Regions from separate parts of the Ovis aries genome. Here region 2 is linked to region 1. The links are chromatin contacts, called in public Hi-C maps. All regions are on one chromosome and are shown on one strand. The core of a region is the stretch at or near the end of the contact, and the rest is flanking DNA. Distances in the headings are between cores, read along the strand shown. Region 1 has its middle 72 kb from the start of LRIG2. Region 2 overlaps PHTF1 (putative homeodomain transcription factor 1).

Region 1 (3,928 bases), core at 82-2,581:
AACTAGCATGTGTGTGTGTTCAGTTGCTCAGTCTTGTCCAACTCTTTGTGACCCCATGACTGAAGCCCACCAGGCTCCTCTGTCCATGGAATTGTCCAGGCAAGAATACTGGAGTGGGTTGCCATTACCTCCTCCAGGGGATCTTCCTGACCCAGAGGACTGAACCCAAGTCTTTTGCATCTCCTGCATTGGTAGGCAGATTTTTTACCACTGTACCACCTGGGAATTCAGTTCATCCACCTTAGTTGAGAGTATAGGTGAAGGGAAATTTCAACTTCACTTTCTCTGGCTCCTTCAGCCAGTCAGCGGACTGCACTTTATCCATGACAAACAACTATAGCTTTTTAAAAATAGATTCAAAACATCATTCTAGTTTGCCTAAGGCTCCTCAGCGTTTACCCCATGTTTGAATTGTCCTTGGTGTGAAGAACGACCAGAAGCTTCTTGCAGGCAAAGATGCCCAGAAGCTCTGTGGGCATTCCATGGATACTAAACATAGTGCTATCTCCAAGCAGCATCAACTAGGACACTTTGATGGATAATGGGAGCTTGAATATTTTATGTATCTTGTTTTCCAATTATATTTGAGTTCAAAAAGCTTAGTAGTAGTAGGAAACTAAATTGCAGGTCTGGCAAAAGATTGAAGAGAAAAACCTAAAGTAAGAGTGTTTAAAAAAGGGATCCTTGCTCAGTTTGGGAGCTTTGGCTTACTTTTCTTGATACTCTACTACCATCTGGCTTGGATTTTCTTTAGAAAAAAAAAAAAAACTCTGTGCTGATTTTGAAGTATTGGCTTATCTTTGATGCCTCTGTAGATTCATCCAGCTACTTCTGAGTAAATGGCCCACGATAAATGTGTGTTCATGCTCAGCGTAGGGTAGCTGCTCCCAGAAATGTAAGCAGCATCAGCAAACTCTTCCTAAGAGGAGGGCTCATCTGCTGAAAAACTATTTTCCCAAGCTAGACAGAGAGTCTAAACTTTAGGGTAGGAGAGGAGGAGCAGATGGACTGGGGTCTAGGCTGCAGGGCAAACTGGAAGGTTTTCTTGGCCTGTTTGCTCTTCAGATCTAGAGTTTAGAGTATGAGATACAGTGACATTCTCACACTGGTCTCTAGTCATAGAGGAAACCCTGTCCCGTGAGAAGCTGAGACATTTTAGCCCTTGATTATCTCATCAGCAAGTGACAGGGGGCCTGGTGGAGGAATGATGGGGTCCTCTTGCCTGTCATCACTTGCCGTTTTCTTGCTTTTTAGTCCTTTGAACATTTCTTTTCCACCTCTTCCGGGCGGAGGCAAATGGTGAGAACCCACACAATCGTTTGAGCTAGAGCTGACCTCTAGGTGGCGCGTTAGCACAGAGAATGGTAGTAACTGGCGTCACCTAGGGCCTGTGTTTCTTGAAGATATTCATTATATAAGGGGATTCGTGGGAATCGGGCTTCATGGGATGCACAATAGCGGGGTGACCTGGCCTTTGTCACATTCAAGCTACGACCCAGAAGAGGTCGTTGGTGGAGCAATGCCGCAAAAGCACCTAGTCCCAGGCAACATCACACGGGTCTAAGTTCCTGCCGGGCAGAGCCCAGAGAAGCTCGGCCAGGTTGCAGGGTTTGAGTTCAGCCTGCTGGGACAGCGACTCAAGGGCTTCAGGTTTGGTCCCCTCACATCCAGGAGGCCTCACTCAGGTTTCCAGCCTCAAACTGAGCACTCTTGGTCAGCTGCCTGCCCAAGGTCTCCAGACATTGCAGACAGTTCCCGGGTTACAGCCCTTCCCTCCTCCCTGCACACCTCATTCTCACCCTCTGTTGTTTACCAAGCACTTTTCGCGGTGTGATCTCACTTGCTGCTTACTGACTCCCAGTGAGGAGGGGCAGGGTGCAGCCCTCCAGAGTGGGGCCTTCCCTGAGACCCCTTTCCCTGTCTGTCTCTGCCAGTAAATAAATCTTTGGGGGCCAACTACCGAATCCAACTTGGTGATTTCAAAGTTTAGCATGTGGTACTTCACACAGAGAGGTGCTCAAAATTGTTTACTGAATGAATATTTACAGTTGAAGAAACCAAATCAAGGGACAGTAGTAGAGTCCAGTGCAGAGAGCAGGGTTTCAGGCTCCTAGGACCAGCAACATTGCTGCACTACTAATTACATCACATGCTTTTCTAGTAAAAAATATAGGTTGCTTTTACAGGGACCCATGCAGATCTGTCTCCATGTCTGGCGTTAAAGAACATGAACACTATAATCTGGCTCAGGCCCTGGAGCCCCAGTCGACCATCTGTCAAGGGCACACCAGCAGATCTGAGTGAGTCTGGAGGAGTGACTGGCCTTTGTGTGTCCTTCCTTAGAAGCGTGAGGGCATGCTAGGCTCTCTGAGCTTCCCATCTATCAAAACCCTTCTGTCAGGAATTCCCTGGCAGTCCAATGGTTAGACCTCCACTCTCTTACTTCGGAGGGCCGAGATTCAATCCTTGGTTGGGGAACTAAGATTCTGTAAGTTGCACAGCGCAGCCAAAACAAACCAACAACAGCAAAACAAAACAAAAACCACCTATTTTTGGCTGTGTCAGGTCTTAGTTGAGGCACGTGGGGTCTTTGTTCTGTCATGAGAGATCTTCCATTGCGGCACATGGACCCTCTAGTTGTGGCCAACGTGTGGGCCTAGTTGCTCCATAGTATGTGGAATCTTAGTCCCCAGACCAGGGATTAAACCGGTGTCCCTTGCATTGCAAGATGAATTCTTTACTGGGAAACCAGGGAAGTCCCCAAAACTTCTATCTCTGACTGACAGAATATCTTTGGGTCAGAAACTCCATCCAGTTATTATCCACCCCATCCCACTCCAAACCTTCTTTGTTGTTTAAATGTACATATTTCAGGTAGTTTAGGACTCTGCAATGAGAGCTACATAAGTTCAAGTCCCGACTCCACCACTTTCTTCCTAGTTGCTGACCTTGGGCAAGTCACTCAACCTCTTGTGCCTCTATTTCTCATCTTTGGAGTGACGATAATGAGATAGTTAATTCAGAGCATTATTGTGGGGATTTAGAGAGTTAATATGTATAGAACAATTTACCAGTCCCAGGTAACAACTAAAGGCTAGAAAGTATTCTGCTGACCTCTCTCAGTTATATCCTGGATTTGAGACTGGTTTGTATTCACCCTGTGTTCACCTCGTCATGATTTTGTGGAATCCCTGGAATTCCTGCATTCTAGCTGCCAGGCTCTCAATTTGCTCCCACTCAGTTACAGCTCTTTTGAGATCTAAAGAAGAGAGAACGTAACTTGAAATGCACTTTTCTGCTGATCTACGCAGTGCTATTATCTTTGTCTTGACAGAGCCTCCCCTGGTGACTCCTGTTTGCAGTTCAAATGCTTTCCATAGCGGGGCTCACCGGATAGCACATAGTAGTTGTTTAATCAGCACTTTTGGCAGGAGGACAGGAAGGAAGAAACCATACAGAGGATAACATTAGTACCCAGCAGTTTATATGGACAAGGTCCCTATGGAGTTGACACTTGTCCCCTAAGACCTACTGACTAAGCATGAAAATCACCAAGGAAATGTGATCAGCTTGGAGGAGGAGGAGGGGGTGGAGGAGAGAGAAGAAACTGGAGCAGCCTGCTATCTGACCAGATATCCATGTTTCCAGTGATGATTTTTCCATTGGTTCAGGCCAAATTGAAAACCTTGCCGCTGCTCAGGGACATCAAAGGCATCTCCAATTGTTCTCTGCCCCAGAGATTCACCTTTTAGAGGTAGTTTATTATTTGTTTTGTAGCCTCTCTGGTGCTACTTTTAATGAGTAGAGACCAGCCAGCTCACGAGACATTTCTGTGGGTCTTGGCAGGAGGAGAGGGGAAGTAGACAATGCCCCAAGACAGTTCTTAGTTGAAGCCCTTCTGACCTTGGCAATCTTATTTCAATTCTTA
Region 2 (4,146 bases), core at 620-3,119, 460 kb after region 1:
TCTATAAATAAAGGAACATTCTCAGAATAAAATCATTTTCTGGAGTATTTGAACGCTGTTCACCCTCAGTTCATCTTGTTATTGTGAAACACATCATGTTCAGGTCCCTCCCTCTCAGAATCTGACTGTGAAATTCTTTAATGTAACAACTGAAGCCCCTGTAGATAAGACATTCTTCCCGGAGTGAGATTTTTTGAAACCCCCTTTTCATCCAGAACTATATTTACCTACCTATTGTAACTACTTGAATAGAGACAAATTAGAAGGCTTGATACATGCTAAGAATTTAGTACCACAGAAATGATTTATTTTCCCTATAGTCCACAATTAGTGATAAAAATCCTATTTTTATTGTTAACTGTGACATAACTTTGGCGTCATCTGTTGTCAGTTTGATGTGGCTCTTTCCTCTCTAAGTAACCGGTCACTGTACTGATTCTGTACTGACTTAGCAATGTGGCCTTGGAATGCTAGGCAAAATATGGATGTACTGGTTGTAAATGTTTATATATTGTACAGTACCTTTATATATACACTTGAGGTTCTGATTAGAGAAAGAGATCTGTAAATCGCTCGTTATTTTTTATATAGATATTAAAAAAACAAAAATCAGTTCATGACTTGCATTTCTTTTTACTGTTTTTCTGCTTGTGGAGCTAATTCTCATCATGGTCTGAGTCCTCAGATTTTTATCCCTGTGAATAACAAATGTTCAAAGTCCTACAATCAGGCAGACTCTTACAATGATGACTTTACTTATCTATAAATACACTTAAAGTTTAGAATTAGTTTGAGTTGAATATCATTATACCTACTTCATACCTTTCATTGTAAGGAAAATAGTTTTGTGTAAATAATTTGTTACCCCGCCCCCAATCCTTTCTTACACTGTCAGGGAGAGAAAAGTACTTGTGTTATTAGAAATTATGAGACATTTCTAATGGATATAGCAATGTAAGTCCAGTTACCACAAACGCTATTTCATCAGGCTGTGTGGCATTTCACATGAGTTTTAAATCATTTTGTTTACCACAGGTTGTACTTACTTATACAGTGAAGTGTTTCGACTTGACTTCACTGAAATTCTTGATATGAATAATGCCTAAAACCTAGTTTAAGAACATGGTTAACTGAATACTCTTGAGGAGAAAAATCAATTCCTGAACCTACCATTGCATCAACTCATACTGAAAATAGACCCTAAACCTCTGGCTTCCAGGCTCCATCATGGAGATGTGTGTCTTGGCAAAGCCCACAGAGTGGCACCGAAACCATTTGCTGTTTTAGTGGACTGACCACAGCAGCACAGATGCTCTGGGGTGCCATCACACTGTCTTCCTAGAGAAGTCAGTAACAGCCTGTAACACTGTTGTCTTCTAACTCACATCAAATTTTTTGGACCAAGTAGCCTCTGCACAGACTCAACTCCTGTGTCCAAGACTTCTTAAATAGAAAAGCATGTGATTTTTTTATTTCTACATGAGCACATCTTGATCATTTCCTTTTTTAATAGTCAGATGTTTTCATGTAGAAAGTCAAATGCTTTTCAACATGGATTAATGAAGAGTTTCATGGTTACTGTGTCCAACATTCAAAAAGAATGGGGTTTTAAGAAAGCAAGGAATACCCAAATTAAACTGTGTGACAGTCTTAACTACTGACCTCCACAGAGATGTGCTTAGGCTGAAGTCTGGTCCAGAGTGAGCTCCGAGAACTAAGGAACACTGGTGTAAACAGACTTCAGTCACAAAATGTGATGATTCAGTTTGGCATGAAGAATTCATCAGAGCAACTTCTTACATCATCCTGGCATGCTCCAGTGCTGAGAACTGCTTGTACTTTTAAACAGTAACATATTTACTTATTTAGGCAGCTCTTTTATTTTTCATGCTATTAAGGTTTATGAGCAGTACAATGACTGGTTAATGCACAGCATAATTATGACATCAACTCTATAATCTTTGCTTCAGTTAACTGAATTAGTTTTAAGATATTCACTAACTTGGATATGTTTTCAATGTTTCAGTGCAAGTAGAACCTTAAGTGTAAGAGAGGAGTATGAAGGCTTATGAAGAGTAGAATTTATCTGCTAAAGAACTCTGAACCTTTCTCATATATACATTAAAACACAAAAGCATAGCCAAGTGCTTTAATTTAGCCTGAACCTATATTTTTCCAAAGAATCTTGTGGGTATTTGTCTATTATACAATGTTTGTATTAAAGCCAAGTGAACTATTAGTGAAAACACAAGTCAAGAGGCTTATTTTGTCCTTAATATAAAACAGTAATTGTTACCTTGAGTAATACCTTATTACAGCATATAGGCGCAGGATGTACTGCAGGAAAGGTATGGAATTATTGCACATTTGTGAAATTCAAACTTCACTATTCAAGATGCACACCAATAACTGCAAGAAGCAAAGGATTACTTTAAATGACCAAACTAGTCAATACCTGCATAGACAAGATTAAGCTTAACAAATTTTGTTGTTCAGTTATTCAGTCGTGTCCGACTCTCTGACCCCATGGACAGCAGCACACCAAGCCTCCCTGCCCCTCACCATCTCCTGGAGTTTACTTCTTGATAATGAATTTACTTCCTGATAATCCCAAGTCATACACTATATTTGGAGAATTAGACCCATTTGCCCCATTAGAGTGTGTACATCTAAGACATTTCTAAAATGAATCTTATTAATTTGAAAGTTGTTTGTGGAGTGCACAGGTTCGCTGACCTCTAGCCGCGTGCTTAGTCATTTTAGTCGTGACCAACCTTTTGTGACCCTATAGACTGTAGTCCACCAAGCTCCTCTGTCCATGGAATTTTCCAGATAAGAATACTGGAGTGGGTTTCCATGCCCTCCTCCAGGGGACTTTCCTGACCCAGGATCAAACCAACATCTCTTATGTCTCCTGCATTGGGAGGTGGGCTCTTTACCAGTAGCAGCACCTGGGAAGCCCCACCTCTAGATACAATGAACCAAAAACAGACCCGCCCATAACCTTTACTTTGTAGGACAGCCTGGTATTTAGAATTTTTCTACTTGTCTCTGAAAGTCAGGAAAACCATACCCCAATTAAGAAAGTATCTGGTTATTCAGCTTTTCAAGGTGGTTGTATTATACATGAAGCATAATGTGCAGATTTAGGGAGTTTGAAGTTACCCCTCCATGGCAATTTTAGGAGAGACTCTTTCCCAAAACAACAAACTATAAAAGTAAGTGAACAGGTATTTCTCTTATCCATCTACAGTTATTAATATTTCAATCAAATGTATGAATGGCATAATCTAGTTCTGTTTTTACATCTCAGTTTAATTTCTCAGTAACAGGTAAATGTTAAAGTATGATTCCTTTTGGTGGATCAAAAGTCCAAGTTTCTAGAAATTACCATATAGGAATTAATGAAGCACAAAGAGCACAACTCTTCCATCCTAACAGAAAAAAACGAACAAAAATTACATCTATTCATCCTACACATTTACATTATATACCTATTATGGGGTCAGGTACTCTCCTGCATTCTGGGGACCTAGGAGTGAAAAACAACAAAAAATCCCTGCCTTAAGGGACTTACACCGAATGGAGAAGGACAGAAACAAGGGGCAAAAGGTAAACAAAATAATCAGATTTTGATAAGTGCCATGAAGAATGGACAGAGCTGTATACCTGATAACAAGGGTAAGATGGGGAACTACTTTAACAAGAGAAGGTCCTGCTAAGGAACTGACAGCTGAGAAGCCATTTAGGGGAGAACTTAAGAAAGCATGTTCCAGGCACAGTCTGAAACAAGAAAGAACTCAGTGTACTGAAGGAACATAGGGAGTGTGCCTGTCAGACACTGAGGAGGTGAAGCTGGAAAGGGAGGCAGGCCTGAAATGAGGGGGCTTGGAGGCCAGTACAGGAAAGCCAGGAAGAGTTTAAGTAGGACTGATCAAGTCTCCATATTTCTAAGCTCATTCACATTAGAGAACCAACTGTAGGAGGCAAGAATGGGAAGGGAACATAGTAATCCAGGTGACCACGAAGAATACTTAGTCTATTAGCTATGAAAATACAGAATCGGCATGACCGGGTGGTAGATTAGATATGAAGGAAAAGAGAGGAACCAAGAATAAACCCTAACTCTTTGACTTGAGCAATTAA

Evidence for each region. A called contact is a pair of places that touch in the nucleus more often than the background predicts.
Region 2: a Hi-C map of muscle shows a contact between it and region 1, with 8 times the contacts expected there. The contact joins two enhancer-like sites. A contact is called at or near these places in 8 of 16 Hi-C or Micro-C datasets (hypothalamus, mesenteric adipose tissue, mixed tissues and 5 more).

What each region holds. Positions count from the first base shown.
Region 1 is chr1:90,535,425-90,539,352 of ARS-UI_Ramb_v3.0, forward strand. No RefSeq gene overlaps it. Among named protein-coding and RNA genes, the nearest start is that of LRIG2, 72 kb to the left of the region's middle. Within about 2 kb of position 1,332, at least 19 of the 54 cell types and tissues checked have an H3K27ac peak or open chromatin away from gene starts, as enhancers often do. A contact at or near this core is called in hypothalamus, where this site is marked.
Region 2 is chr1:90,994,577-90,998,722 of ARS-UI_Ramb_v3.0, forward strand. It overlaps PHTF1 (putative homeodomain transcription factor 1), which reads right to left. Exons shown (of 20, transcript XM_060413037.1): 19 at 1-2,409. MAGI3 (membrane associated guanylate kinase, WW and PDZ domain containing 3) reads left to right here. Exons shown (of 21, transcript XM_060412922.1): 21 at 1-612. Among named protein-coding and RNA genes, the nearest start is that of PHTF1, 81 kb to the right of the region's middle. Within about 2 kb of position 1,870, at least 19 of the 54 cell types and tissues checked have an H3K27ac peak or open chromatin away from gene starts, as enhancers often do. A contact at or near this core is called in hypothalamus, where this site is marked.